Regions from separate parts of the Mus musculus genome. Here region 2 is linked to region 1. A link is a contact called in public Hi-C data. All regions are on one chromosome and are shown on one strand. Each heading gives the region's core, a stretch centred on a gene start, on an enhancer-like site or on the middle of the called end of the contact. The rest is flanking DNA. Distances are from core to core; before and after follow the strand shown.

Region 1 (7,811 bases), core at 2,400-4,899:
TAACTCTGTGAAGAATGGCAAAGGGATTTTGATTGGGATTGTATTGAGTTTATTTTTTTTAATTTTTTTAATATTTCTTTATTATTATATCTAAGTACATTGTAGCTGTCTTCAGACACCTAGAAGAGGGCATCAGATCTCATTATGGATGGTTGTGAGCCACCATGTGGTTGCTGGGATTTGAACTCAGGACCTTCGGAAGAGCAGTCAGTGCTCTTAACCGCTGAGCCATCTCTCCAGCCCTGTATTGAGTTTATAAACACCTTTGGTAGGATGGCCATTTTCACAATACTTCTTCTAATCCATGGTCGTGGGAAACCTTTCCCTCTTCTAAAGTCCCCTCGATTTCTTTCCTCAGAGTTGTCTGTAGTTTAGTTGTCCTATGATTTCACCACATTGGTTAGGTTTAGGAATAACCTAACCAATGGACTTAGTGGCACACACCTCATGATACAGGAAAATGGCAAGATTCATGATACAGGAAAAATTATGAATTTGAGACCAGCCTGGTCTTTATCAAATAAATATGCTAGTCAAATCCTCTATCATTGAATTATATCACTAGATTCCCTTACTTACCATAAGACAAAAACCACTTCATTTCCTTATCTATGTCTTGTGCTTTTTAGCATATGGGTGTTGAACATACTATATTACATTTATAAAGTATTTAAAATTTTTCAATATCATTGCAAGTGGAATGGTCTTCCGACCTTATTTTCCAGTGATTCATCACTGCTATATAGAAACATTTATATTCTATACTAACTTTGTATTTTTTAGTCTTTCTAAATTTACATATTCTAGTCATTTTTTATAGAGTTCTTGGGGATTTTCTAAGTTTATCAATGTGTAGCTAAAACCCATTTTACTTTCTCCTTCATAAAACACGGGATATTTATTTATTATTCTCACTTTTAATACATTTAATTCATTGCCTGGGACCATCAGTGAATTGGACAAAAGAGATGAGAGTCTTCTACTATTTAATCTTCTGCATTTATGATGCCATTGGTAATCCCTCCCCCCGCCCTGGCAATGGGGTCTCATGTGCCCAGGCTGGCTTTGAACTCAACAAGGGGCTGAGGCTGCCCTTGAACTTTTGACCCTCCTATTTCAGTCTTCTAAGTGGTAGGATGACAGGCATGTGCTGCCACACCCAGCTCAATGTAGGTTTTAAATTTACAGTGATGATCTTTATTTATCAAGTTCAAAAGTTCCCCTCTGGTTTTATCCTATGAGTATTTTTAGTTCCAATTGTCTGTATTCCCCACGCTGAAAGATGCTGCGGCTGTACATCTTAGTTCTCTTCTTTCCTCTGTCACATTATGTAGCGAGCATTGTGTCAAACAGTTTTCAGCTCTACCAACCTCCAGTTCGGTGACCTTGTTCAAGCTCTGTATCTCCCTCCCTTAAGTTGCTTGTCAGAAGGTCAACTGTTTCTTTGGTTTTTTTGTTTTTTGTTTTTGTTTTTGTTTTGTTTTTTTGGTTTTTCGCGACAGGGTTTCTCTGTATAGCCCTGGCTGTCCTGGAACTCACTTTGTAGACCAGGCTGGCCTCTGCCTCTCAAGTGCTGGGATTAAAGGCATGCGCCACCATGCCCGGCTAAGGTCAACTGTTTTATTGTTCAGGATATTCACTTGCTTGCTTGTGTCTCAAACATGATAAGAGGCTCAAAAAATACTGCTACTTTATAGTGACATTCATACCTGCCTTACAGTTCACAATTGGGAAGTTTCTTTAAAAAGGGTTTTGGGTCATATACAAAAAATGAGAATCTCATCTATGGATGTCTGAGTCTGCCTGGGTTTCAGTAACAACACAGCATCCAATCAGATGCTTGCCTCTGCTGACTGTAAACTTCATAATTATTCATAAGGCCAAGGACTTATTGGGATTAGTGTTTTGTCCCAACCATTACAACAATAGAAGTCCTGCTCCAAAGATACCTAATGACATCACATTCACAGTTTTCAATTGTATATCCAGGAAGAATGATTCACAAGTCTTGGCACTTGCTGATGTAGCGAAGATTCTCTACTGTTAGTCTATCTGCCTGTCTTCTACGACTAGATTTTCCAGATCCTAACACAGCCAGAGTCAAGGGTAGCAGCTGAGGATATCATGTAAAAATGATGTTCTAACTCCCAGAGCAGTGATTCCAAATGCCAGCCCCAGAGCAAATGCCTGATAGAGTATCACACTCAGATTTCTATAGAACAAGAAATATCAAAATGATATGTAATTTCATAAAGCTAGATCAAGCTAAATGTAAAAGTTTTGTCTTTTCCTCTGTGATTGTATTTGTTCTATCTTTGGGGTGTAAAATGTTCCTACATTCTGTATTATGCATGTATGTATTATTTGCATGTATATGTGTTTATGCACATGTGTGTGCTTATGTATATGGAGACCAGAGGTTGACCTTGGTCTTCTTCTGTCTCTATCTACCTTACTTTTTTTTTTTTTTTTTTTTTTTTTTTTGGTTTTTTGCGACAGGGTTTCTCTGTATATCCCTGGCTGTCCTGGAACTCACTTTGTAGACCAGGCTGGCCTCAAACTCAGAAATCTGCCTGCCTCTGCCTCCCGAGTGCTGGGATTAAAGGCGTGTGCCACCACGCCAGGCTCTACCTTACATTTTGATGCAAGTTCTTTTTACTGAACCTGGAATTCACTGATTGGTTACAGGCTCCATGGATCTTCCTGCTTCTCTCCCCCTTCCCAATCTGAAGTTTCAGATGCACTCTACTTCATTGGCTCTTATTTTTTTTAAAGATTTATTTATTCATTTAATGCATATGAGTACACTCTAGCTGTCTTCAGACACACAGCAGAAGAGGGCATTGGACCCCATTACAGATGGTTGTGAGCCACCATGTGGGTGCTGGGAATTGAACTCAGGACCTCTGGAAGAGCAGTCAGTGCTCTTAACCTCTGAGCCATCTCTCCAGCCCCTCATTGGCTCTTAGATGGATATGGGGCATCTGAACCCAGGACCTCATGCTTACATAGCAAACATCTTACCTACTGAGCCATTACCATAGCCCTTCTATGTTGTCTTATGAGTGATTATTTTCTACCCTTACTTAATATAATAAGTTAGCAAACTTATCTCTTTTTTTCCCTAAGTAGGGGTTCTCTGTGTAGCCCTGGCTGTCCTCGAAACTGCTTTGTAGACCAGGCTGGCCTCAAACTCAGAGATCTGCTGCCTCTGCCTCCAGAGTGCTGGGATTAAAGGCAAGCACTGTCAAGTCTGGCTAGCAAGTTTACCTAATCCACCACATGCTATACATGTTTAGAAGGTTATTGGCTTGAGAATCAGCCAGAGGATCTCAGGATGTCTAGATTTGTGCCATGGTAACAGATCATTTAGGGCAACTAAAAACCTGCTTGAAGTCCCTTCTGAATTCCAGCCTTTATCCCACAACCAAGGCGTGTTGGCAGATGCTTAGTAACCTGGCTGAGACTTTAACCTTTAACTCCATTTCCCCAGCTAATCAGAAAGACTCCCCAGGCCTGGCCTCTCTGAAATGCTTGCAGATAGAATGCTAAGGGATAGGAGGGTGCTCAGTAAACTAGGGCATTCCTCACAGATTTAAGAGACTCTTGTACTTCATTGACGACTGAAAAGGCAATCTTTCCAGACACATGACGTTGCTCCAGGCAATCCCTCCACTGAGACGGAGATGATGGGAATGTACAGGGCCTGTAGGCTAAACCCTGTCAGAGCGCGTTATCACCAAATAAATCTGGACTATTCCATTTTAAATGTCGTGTTCCCAAACCTAATGACTAGGGAGAGAGGCTTAGTTCTGGTGAGATGAAGGATATAATGTGGGGGGTCAAAGGTTCACAAAAGGACAGCCAAGAGCTATGTTGTGCTTCCAGATTCTGGTCAAATGTCTCTGACACTATTTGGGTTGTGGGATATGAGGGCAGAAATTCAGAAGCTTGCTTGTAATGAAGACCTACCCCAGCCACAGCAAAATTTTCAACCAATAATAAATAACGTTCTTCACTCAGAGGCTCCTGTTGGATAGTATTCAGATCACAGTCAGACCCCCCCCTTTTTTTTTTCTAAACAGGATCTCATGTAGGCCAGATTAGCCTTGAACTTGCTTGGTTACCAAGGCTGGCCTTCACTTTCTGACTTTCCTGACTCTTGAATGTTGCAATTATAGGCATATGACGACACTCCTGACATAGATGGAGGAGGTTTTTAAAACAACACACACACACTTTTGTATCTTTATTGTTTTACTGTGTGTGTATGTGTGTCTTTATTGTTTTATTATTTATTGAGGCCCAGGCTAGCCTCAAATACACTATGTATATGAAGCTAGCTTTGAACTCTTGATCCTTCTTTATTTTCCAGGTAGTTTGACTATAGGAGTGGGCCACCCTACCAGCTGAACTCTAACTCTCTGTCTGTCTGTCTGTCTGTCTGTCTTTCTCTGACCTGTAACTCACTACTCTTTAGACCAGGTAACTCACTCTGTAGACCAGGCTAGCCTCAAACTCAGAGATCTGCCTGCTGCTTCCTCCCAAGTGCTGGGATTAAAGGTGGGTGCCATCACCACCTGGCTGAAGTTTCTTTTTTTCTTTTTTGCCTTTCTTTAGTAGCAGAGTTAACATGCATTGAGTGCTACACAGAGAGACAATTTTAGGTGTTTCACTATATTACTTCACTAAATCCTCCTTGCCTACTGTCCTTATCTTCATTTTAAGATTGGAGTTGTTTTGCTTTTCTTGTTTGTAGTTGTTTTGGGTTTGTTTGTTTGGCATGTTTGAGACAGAATCTCAAGTAGCCCAGGCTAACCTTAAGCTTGCTAAGTAGATAAGATGACCTTGAACACCTGATCCTCTGGTCTCTATTTCTCTAGTGCTAGGATCATAACAGGCACCAACACATCCAGTTTTATGTACACTGCATACTGTACAACACACCCAGTTTACTGAACATTGAATCTAGGGTCTCATGAGTGCTAGGTAAGCAAACTGCCCACTGAGCTACAGCCCCAGCTCATGTAACTGTTCTTATCAACTACTCTATTCCAGGTACTGGAACAGTGTATAACGATTAATAAAAACAATTCTGTTTCCTCAAAAATAGGCATCCAGACAAGAGGATGTAGCTCAGCGGGAAGAGCACGTGCTCTTCATACAAAGGGTTTCAGCCCCAGCACCCAAACAATGCAAGTAAACAAAAACACCAATCTGTCCAGTGGGGAAGAGGAAGGCACGGATAATCCTAACCCAGTCTAGAGCACGAAAATGAGCTTCTTGACCCTTTTGCCTCCTTTCCCCTCAGTTACTCTTGTTTGCTTTTTTTTTTTCTTTCCAGCCAGGGCTTCTCTTTGTAGCTCTGGCTGACCTGGAACTCACTCTGTAGATCAGGCTGGCCTCGAACTCAGAAATCCGCTTGCCTCTGCCTTCCAAGTGCTGGGATTAAAGGCATTTGCCACCATGGCCCAGCTAGAAGCCACTTTCAAGGGACTAGGTCTGATGATAGTTGCTTATATTCTGGTTTTATGGTCTGAAATCCCCCCTCACCAGAATAACTAGTTTGTTCCATGCCTGCCAGCTATTTCATATTGTTACTGTAACATGCTTGCCAGTCCTTGACACTCAGGAGTGACTTGACTTCAAGCAAGGACATGCTGACCACACACCCTGTTTTGTTCTGTATGTTCTGAATGTTCTGTATGAGGTTTGCTAATCTTAAGAAATTGCACAAAGTCGGGCATAGTGGCACATGCCTTTAATCCCAGCACTGGGGAGGCAGAGGCAGGAGGATTTCTGAGTTTGAGGCCAGCCTGGTCTACAAAGTGAGTTCCAGGACAGCCAAGGCTACACAGAGGAACCCTGTCTCAAAAAGCCAAAAAAAAAAAAAAAAAAAAAAAAAAAAAGAAATTGCACAAAGTTTTATGTAGGACCCATCAAATCAAAGGTCAATATGAACTGTTATGTCTAAAATATCTTGAGTCAGAGCTGACCACTGGGCAACCCTTCCTGTACCTACATATGAGTTCACTGTGGTTTTTGTAACTGACACTAAAGAATCCTACTAGTAAGTCAAGAAGTTATGACTATAATACTTGTGCTCCGTTATGTCAATGTTCGGAAACTCCCCTGTTCACCCATGGACCACCCCCTTTACCTTACTCAGGATCAATTACCATAAAGGTTAGCTGATAATACTTTGCCTAGCAAGTCATCTACTCCCCTCCTTGCCCTTTAAATGTTTGAACCTGGTTTTCCTATAAAAAGTGTATTCTGAGAGCAGACTGGCACTGCAATTAGGCTCTTTTTTTTGCAATTCTGGATGTTTAGTTTTATGGTGTGTGTTCAATAAGCTCTACTTGTTTAACTCAGATCAGTATTTGTTTGGTTTGAGTGGCAATTCTTGAACCCCAATACCTGGCAGTCGGAGTCAGAAAGGCAGGAGGATTCTTACAAGTTGAAGGTCTAACTGGGCTATGTATCGAGACCCTAGCACCCTAAATCCAAACCAAACTAAACCAGCAACAAGTCAAATAGAAACACAGAAGCCTCTTCAAGGAGTAAGAGTGGCACGAACATAAGTAAAAAATGGAGGCAAAATGTTAGCAATATCCCCAGATAATCTGGGCCAGCAGATTGGTCATGGCACGGACTTGCAAAGAACCTAGGAAAGACAAGAGTTAGAATTTAAGCTGTGAAGTTGCTCTTGGATTGTTCTGGAATTACGTGAGGCCTATGTGCATGTATTTTCCAGATAGTCCTCCTTGCACAGTGCCTGCAGCCTGAAGCTAGTCACTTTCACAAACTCACATTCTGCTCCCCTCTGCAGAGAACATTCCACTGTGCCCTCCTTCCTTTACCTCCTTTCTGAATCATCACCACCGTTGTATTCTTTGATAAATTATTCTCTTCCACCCATGAGATTAGCCAATTCAAGCCAAATTGAAGTATATAAAGGCAGGTTTATTGGGAAGCAGCTCTCAGGCAAGTTCACTTGTCCCAAAGAACGAGGCCAGGAAGTTGCCATGGGGAGGGAGACAGAGGGGAGACCTCACACAGACAGGGAGAGAGAAAATGCAGAGGGGGTGAGAGAGAAAAGAGGGGAGACCAAAATGTCTGGATTAAATAGGGAGGAGCTTCTGGAGGAGGGGAAGGCCAGCCCCTGGGTTGGAAAGTTCAGGGTAGAGTGTGGGACATGCTAGCCAGACCTTGTAACAAGTTGGGACTGAAGAATGCTGGGAGAACCTGAAGGCCAGGTCTGCTTTGGTATGTTAAATATGCACCTTAGCCCCTTCTGGGTCTGAAACCCAACATCCTTCAGGTTAGTCCACTTGTTACTTCACTAGGACGCCCAGCGTTGGGCTCTTACAGCAGTCTTTGCTAGTTCCTCAAACACTGTTTTACTTGTCTTGTTCTTATATCAAAGTCTCCTTGAAAACAGAGTCTACAGGCTTCCAGAAACACACACACACACACACACACACACAAGAATTATGAAGAATTATGCATTATGACATCTAATTCCAGGACCCTTTTCACTAAGTGAATAAAAAGACCCTGTACAGATTTCTTCCCTCCAATTCTAAGTCAACATAACTGTGACCATAAAGAATCATACCCTGAGAGCCGGAATTGTGCTATTAAGTAGACAAGTACATCACAAGGCTGCACGAGGCTACAATGCAAAGTTGTGTGCTAAATTGCACAAGAATAAACAAGCAGATAATTTGAAACAGAATAGAAAGCCTACAAATATTATTCTATTTAAGTATCACTCGACAGTGACATTTTCCAATTAATTAGAAAGT
Region 2 (7,811 bases), core at 1,376-3,875, 110 kb after region 1:
GTTTCTCTTTGAAATGTGGAAATGGGGCTAGGGAGCTGGCTCAGTGGGTGGAACAGGCACTCCCGGTCAAGCCTGCCAGCCTGAGTTCATTTTCCTGGACCTACACACACACACACGCACACACACACACACCACAGCACATACACATAACAATAAGCAAATACATGTAATTTTTAAAATCTGGAGGTTGAGGTAAACTGAAAAGCATCAGAATGTCTTGCCTCTTTCTCTACAGAGCAGTTCCAAAGCTGCCACTACACGTCATTACAGGTCAGGCTTCATGACACGAGTTCAGAACATGGCCATTTGGTTCTGAGGGGGAGCCGATAAATTCCCCAGGGAGGAGGGATCTCCTGCACGGCCAACCCTTGAGTGATAAATTTCTTAAGCAAAAGGTCTTTAAAATTCCACTGACCTGTGCTCGCTTCAGCAGCACATATACTAAGATTATCACAGCCCCTGTGCAAGGATGACACGCAAATTCGTGAAGTGTTCCATATTTAATAAAAAAAAGAAATTCCACTGACCTGTAAATATCATGCAGCCTGACACCAGGGCGCCCAGCTGCCAATCTCAGTGTGGAAGAAAATGACAAGATGAGAATGGGTGGGTTTCCATTAGGTTACAGACTTGGTGCTATTTCAGTGAATGCTTGGACTGGTAAGAATTCTTTAGTTTTACTACTGAAATGAAAAGAAATTTAAAGTTTCTGTCAAGTTAAAAAGAATCACTATTTCCTTATTCTTTTTTTGTTTTTTATTTTCTTCCTTCCTTTCTTCTTTCTTTTGTTTTGTTTTGTTTTATTTGTGTTTTTTTTTTTTTTTTTTTTTTTGCTTTTACAAGACAAAACAGCCCTGTTTCTCTGTGTAACAGCCCTGGGTGTCCTGGAACTCGATTTGTAGAGCAGCCTGGCCTCGAACTCACAGAGCTCCACCTGCCTCTGCCTCTGGAGTGTTTGGATTAAAGGTGTGCACCTCCTTGCCTGGCTTGGATTATTCTTAAATCCAAGTTCTCACTGTGACTCGGTAAAAGAAAGGGAGCTGCTATCCACATCTCTCCCTCAAGCTAAAAAATAAAAAAATTTCTTTTCTGTTCTTTCTCTTTTGTGCTGCCTAGCTGTCGACAAAGAGTTTTCGAGAAAGATAAATGTTGTGTCTCTGTAAAGACAGAAGTAACACAAGAGGCAGGAAGGTGGAGCCTTTCGGAGGTAGAGCTAACAGCTTGCTTCTTGAATATTTTATGACCTAGGTATTAGAATGAGGCTTCTGAAGCAGGAACACGGAGATCTAGGAACAAAAGAGGGGGACTGAGAGAACAGATTGAAATTTCTTAAAAATATGAAAGGATCTTAATGTTGTACGAGAGAGTGGATTGGTGTCCCAGCAGGTTGCTCCTAGTAAGGGCTCTAAAAGCGTAATGATTTATTGATTGGATCTGCACTAATGACATGCCGTGATTATGCATGGGTAAATAAAAAGGCTGATTTATGAGGGTGCATTCGGATCTTTCAGATACAGTTGGTCCAAGTCTACAGTTTGAAAATAAATGAAGGAAATTATCTGGGTATTCCAGGGGAAGAATCCTCCCACACAGATTTGAAGACGGGGTAGAGTGTTAGCTGAAGAGGAGGAAGGGGGTGCTTTGTGTGTGGGGGGGGTGCGGGAGGGAGACGGTGGCATTCTAGAGAGTTGAAGATGAATCAGAGAAAGGAAGTAGTTCTGTTAAGAAATAGCCCCTGCTTCCTAAGAGGAAGAAAAATAGACTTCCGAGTGCTGCTAAACAGCGATGTTTACTTTTAAAAAATGAAGAAAAAAGGCATTATAAGCAATTGTCTTGTTAAAGCAGCTACATGAGGAGCGTGTGTAAGGAAATCGGGCTTTTCATTATAGGTAGATTTTTTTTAAAGCCCCGAAGAGGAAAGATGAAGAGAAGCAATGTTATCCACCGGCGCCCTTGCTGCCTTTCAGACAGCGGCCCAGAGAAGCTAGAAGCCTCATTGAACAGGGCGTTTGTCTCATGAAAAAGACCTGTCTTTATTTCTTTCAGGATATAAAACTTGTGTTTAAATCAATTCAGAGAAGCATTCTGACTTTAAACATGCGCGAGTGGGGAGAACCCGTTTAATGAAACAGCATTATTTCATTTTCAAAAAATGATCCCGGCAGTAGCTGCAAGTTAAGATTCTTCATTCTCTCCCTCGATTATAATTATAGCAGAGTTGAAAGGAAGCGTGCCTATTACTGTCATATGTATTCTTCTGACAGGTGTTGTGGGACTGTAATTTGATCAAGTGACTCGAAATGAAGACTCCCTTCCAAACATAATTCCTGTCATCAACATAACAACAGGAAGGACACGTCCTTCAAGAAGACGTTTCACAGATCTTGAGCACCCCTAATATTCTCCATTCGTGGGAATATGAAGAAGAGCTTGCCATCAGAGTTTGTATCCAAGGTTGTAAGGGAGACAAGGAAAAGCGGGCCGTGGTTCCAGCCAACTGGGCGGGGTCGGATCAGGAAGCCCGCACCCAGTAGGACCCCGAGTCCCGCGGATGGCCGGCAGAGGGCGCTAGGGTACCAGGCGGGGGCGGGGCTGCGCTTGCTTCTGCCGCGCAGGCGCAATCGTGTCGCTCGCGGTGTCTCCAGTTGGCGTCCGCCGGGAAGGCGGGTGAGCCGCGCTGCGCGGGCCCTTGGGCGGGGACTCGGGGGGCGGCAGGGGCGGGCTGGGGATTACCGAGGCTGCCTGCAGGGCCGGGATATGTGGAAGCCCTGGGGGCGATCTGCGGGCTCTCCAGGCTTTCCCCTAGTGCCAGCGACACCTGTCGCAGCCATAGTTGCCGCGCCGCGGAGGAGCGTGGGAGGCCGGGATGCGGTGTCGGAGGACACGGGGAGCCAGGTCTCTGCCATGTGCTGCTGGCATCTGCACTCGGCTGGAGCAGCCTCCGTTCTATGGTTTTCAAAGAGGAGACGTGCTACTCTCACTCGGTCTGCAGGAACACCCTGTTACCAGGAGTATCTGGAATAATTTTGGTCTTTGCAATATGTAACCCTATCTGGCCTTGAACTCGTAATCCCCCTGCCCCAACTTCCCAGTAGTACTGTGATTCCCGGCCAGTGCTAAAGTGCACACGTTTAATAACATTTAGAATGTGCGCAGATGTGCATCTATGGCCACTGTTGATTTTAGAACATTTACCTTGAAAGAAAACCATCTACATTTGCTGGCAAAACCCCTCTCCAGTCTCGTCCTTTCTCTTTGCGCTAGGCAACCACTTAGCTGATTTCCATAGATTTTGTTAGTTCTGAACATTTCACAGAAATGGAATCAATCATATGCAGCCCCGGTTATTGGTTTCCTGCGTCTTTTATGCCTCATTCAAAGCACGCACGTGGTAGCATATGTAAGTGCTTCATTCGCTTTATTACAGAATAATTTTCCAATGTTTGCCTGGATCAGATTTTATCTCCCCATGTGCCCAGTGATGGCCCTTGGGACTCATTTGAAGTCCTTACTCTTACATACCTGTCTTCTGGGTATAAGGTGGGGGTGGGGGTGGGGGTGGGCCAAAGAAAGGGAAGGATAAAGTGTATATCCTTGGGTGGCACGTGGGATTTGGCCAGGAAGAAAGAGACTGATTAGCTTAGCTGCTAACTAGGAGCTAGGAACAGCTCCGTGGTAAAAAGGTTGCCAGGCATCGTCAAGCCCCAGGATTCATTTCCAGCATCCCCACCTCCCACAGGGATGGACCAAAAACTGGTTCTGAAGGGTGTGCCGGTGGGAATGTAGGGAGGCTGGCCTGACCTTGGCTGTGTGGGAGAGGGACGAGGGGAGGCAGGATTGCTGGAAGAACATAAATATGCCAGATGGAGCCCTAGGGTGGGCGGGGGCAGGGAGCTAACCATTCCTATTTTCAACTTTCTCCATCATGAAGATTAATTGCGTATTTAAAAAAAATGGCTGGTGCAGGCTTAATTTAGCTTTTATCAGTACTCAATTGGGCATAATTTCGGGTTATTTTCTGCAGTTCCATTATCTTTTTAAATGTATGACTCTTTTTCCAATTATTTTTAGGTGACCCGTGTTAGGACACAGGTTAGTGATAACGACAGTGAGCTTACCTGTGATTGGGTCTTTTCTTCTTAGCACCTGTGCCAGCATTGTCACCTGGCACCCAGGAAGTTCCCTTTATGCCCCCCGCCCCCACCAATAGGTCATGTTCTTTAAGCTTTATAAACTGGTTTTGTTTCAGTTTTTTTTTTAAAGATTTATTTATTATGTGTAAGTACACTGTAGTTGTCTTCAGACACACCAGAAGAGGGCATCCAGTCTTGGGACAGATGGTTGTGAGCCACCATGTGGTTGCTGGGATTTGAACTCAGGACCTCTGGAAGATCAGTCAGCGCTCTTAACTGCTGAGCCATCTCTCCAGCCCCTTGTTTAAGTTTTGAGACAGGCAGGATCTTGGATAGCCCAGGCTGACCTCGAGCTTATTATGTAGCCTAGACTGGACCTTGAACCCAGGCTTCCTGCTTCTACCTCCTGAGTGCTATTACGGGGATATGCCACTAGACCCATTCAGTTCTGTATGTGAGTGTAATGAGTGTGTGTGTGGTCACAAGTGGAGGTCAGAGGACAGCTTTTGGGAATTGGTTCTCTCCTGCCACCTTGTGGGATCCAAGAGTTTGAACTCAGATTGTAAGGCTGGAGTCTAAGGCATCCTATCTCTCTAAGATTTTGTTTTTTAAAGCATTCCTTTGTGTGTGTGTGTAATTGACATTAGCCTGATTTTCTTTTCCATCTGTATTTGAGAGGGTGCTACAGTGCCCTTGTATTTCTGAAAGGAGCAGAGACTTGTGGCTAAGTTGTGAATGAATAGTCTAGTTTAGTAAGCATATCATGACTGAATCTGGTCTTGCACAGGCCCAGGAGAGTTCTTTGTGGATGGAATCCCTACTTGTGCATTTTGTTTTAGTTCTGGGGATTTAATTCAGGGACTCACACGTGCTCTGGAGGTGCTCTTAACACTGGCTTACTTCCCTGTCCCAGCCTTAGCATTCTTAGGTATACCCATTTAGCAGATGTCAGGGATGCAAGTAAGATTGTGAGCTTCAGAATCAAATAGGCCTATGGTTAGTTCCCTGCCTGACTGTGCACAGCTATGTGGCCACTGACAAATCACAGCTTCTCTGAGCCTTGGTTTCCTTATCTATAAAATGGGGCTAACGATACCTTCTCCAGTATTGTGTTTAAAGCTGTCATAATGAACTAATTAGCCTCATTGTGAAAGGTTGATCAGATATGAATGACATCAGCTTTGCAGAAGATTCTGGATAAACAAGGTGTTGGTCTTCTTAGTGGTCCTGTACACTCAGATGCCAGGGGAGATGTTTCGTGGATGAGCTATGCTGAGGACAGTTCTCTCTGTCCTGGGGTGTGATTGTCTCTGGGCTTTCATTACATAGAGATGACTTGAATAACACTCAGGCATCCCAGAGATTGTGCGGCCGGCTGGGGCTCTTATTAGACAGTACGAGATGGGGACACGGACTTAATAATAGTCCATGCAGAAAGGTACTTTGAAGTGGATGCCAGGGTCAGCAGGGTCTGAACAGAGAATGCAGTCTGAGCTGCATTCCTTGAATTCTCAGGTCACAGGAGTTGACAGGGTCATTGTTCATGGCACTGGTCCGAGCACAATCAGTCTGCTGTCTCTCACACTCTTGGTGTGCTTGAGAGTCGGGGGAGGAAGCTCAGGGATGAGGGAGAGTAGGGAGGATGAGAAGCACAGAGTAGGGCAGGGTGGGGTGGGGAAGATGGTAATCACTCCTATGCTGGAAAGGGGATGACAGAGGGTCTGAGGGAGTCAGTCGGCTTTGTGCGATGGACTTGCTGGTGATCAGGACAGAACTCAGACTCTTCACATTTCTTGTGCTTTTTAGTTTGTCTCCCGCCCCCTCAGTTTCTTGAGACAGGGTTTCTCTGTGTAGCCCTGGCTGTTCTGGAACTGCTCTGTAGACCAGGCTGGTCTTGAACTCAGAAATCTGCCTGCCCCTGCCTCCCGAGTGCTGGGATTAAAGGCATGTACAACCACCACCCAGCACATATCTCCTCTTAATACTTGTACCCGCATCATATAAGGATAAGAGCAAACACTACATAGCTACAATATCATCGTGATTCCCGACACCATTAGAAGGTTCAGACCATCTGGACAGTGTCAGCTGCTGTGAAGCTATGGAAAGGTTTTGGTTGAGGGGTTGATAAAGCACTACAACACCTCCCTCAGAGAAGGCTGCCGGGCCTTCCCTTAGTCCAGCTGAGAGCCTGATCAGGCTAGAGTGAGACGGGGTGACATGGCCTTTCTGAGGTCACCACAGTTCCTCCTGTGCGTTTGAGCTACTTCCTGTCTACCTGCTCTGCCTGTGCCTGTGTCAGTCTTACACTTAGCGAGCACCAGGAAACGTAGGTCTGGCGATGTGGAGAGATTTAATCAGTCCTGGGGGCAGGCAGGAGTGGTACGTGGCCTCAGTTCCCGCTACTGTCTCTACTGTTTGGAGGATGTTAGATGTTTACAAGTGACTGTTTTGGGGCTAGAATGAACAGGCTGAGCCTTTCCTACACAGGAGTTCTCTCGAAGCCCTTTGAACTGGGACCGTGACTCTTTCCTGGCAACTTTCTGTCTTAGGGTTAGAGTCAGGACATTTTTGGCTTTGTAGGGTTTGGACTTGCCAGCTCACAGAATTACAGGACAAATTCCTTGTCACATACACACACACACACACACACACACCAGACACACACATTTATCCCCTTCACACACACACTCATATACCCCACATGTACACCCATGCATACACTCACATACCCCACACTGACAGACACACACACTCTACACATACACACATACCTCACACCGACACACACACTGAGGCTCCTGACTAATATATCTGTCCCATGTCAAGCCTTCTGTCACCTGTCACAGGCTAGAGACCATCCCTAGACACAGCTGCCACAGACTGTCCCACTCAGCTAGAGGGGTAGGTGATGTAGACACAGGACTCCCTGGGCCATGGAGAGGGACCTGGGTGTTTTGTAGGCCGTCACCTTTCCTGCTCAGTGCCACGGGCACCGTTTCTGCCAGTCCCTCATTTTGATTGCAACTCTATTTGCTCGGTACATTTCTGTGCTCGTTCCTTAAAAACAACACACCCAAAATGGTTTTAAACATAACATTTTGAGAAAAGTTGCCAAGGTGACAAGGTGGGGGAGGATTCGGAGGTGACAAGGACAAGGGGGATTAGGAGGAGACTGGGTGCCCTGAAATTTGTTGTTTCAGGACCACTTAGGCTGTTGGGTGGAGAGCAGGTAGGGAAATGGATGGAAGGCGGAGAGGCCGGTTCTAGACTGTGGCAGGTGAGGCAGGAAGAGTCTGCACTGGAAGGAGCTGTAAATCTAAGAGGCACAGAGAGGTGGATTTTGAGAGGAGTTCAAGTGGCTTAGGGTTAGAAGGAGGAGGACTGGTTGGGCTTTGAGGGGCGATCTGAGCATCGGTTCCTGGAAGAGCTTTCATAGGGCACAGCTGGGGTTGGAGTCTGAGGTCAAGTCCGAAGGGCAGAACAAGAGAGCAAGCATTTTCCAGGGTCGGGGCTTCCACTATAGTCTTGGTGACGGTTCGTGGCCCCTAAATAATAGTAAACCCACACTTTAAATTAAATTAAAACAGTTTTTAGTTCAGCTCCTCTCAGTGGACCCACACATGTATTCTCTGCTGGTTATTACTAAGAATGACTAAGTAATATAATTGAGCTGAA

Evidence for each region. A called contact is a pair of places that touch in the nucleus more often than the background predicts.
Region 2: a contact with region 1 is called in a Hi-C map of retina, with 1.7 times the contacts expected there. The contact joins the promoter of Lyrm9 here to the enhancer-like site in region 1. A contact is called at or near these places in 11 of 39 promoter capture datasets (the 3T3-L1 cell line, the C10 cell line, embryonic stem cells and 7 more), 2 of 15 datasets of contacts at CTCF or cohesin (CD8 T cells and the NIH/3T3 cell line), 29 of 484 Hi-C or Micro-C datasets (the AML12 cell line, the AtT-20 cell line, CD4 T cells and 23 more), 12 of 115 datasets of contacts at active chromatin or transcription factors (acute myeloid leukemia, bone marrow-derived macrophages, craniofacial prominence and 6 more) and 3 of 9 other capture datasets (adipose tissue, liver and pancreatic islet).

Annotation. Positions count from the first base shown.
Region 1 is chr11:78,714,367-78,722,177 of GRCm38.p6, forward strand. No RefSeq gene overlaps it. Among named protein-coding and RNA genes, the nearest start is that of Nlk, 21 kb to the left of the region's middle. Within about 2 kb of position 3,650, at least 6 of the 459 cell types and tissues checked have an H3K27ac peak or open chromatin away from gene starts, as enhancers often do. A contact at or near this core is called in retina, where this site is marked.
Region 2 is chr11:78,823,970-78,831,780 of GRCm38.p6, forward strand. It overlaps Lyrm9 (LYR motif containing 9), which reads left to right and starts at 2,626. Exons shown (of 4, transcript NM_001076681.2): 1 at 2,626-2,667. It also overlaps the pseudogene Gm23219.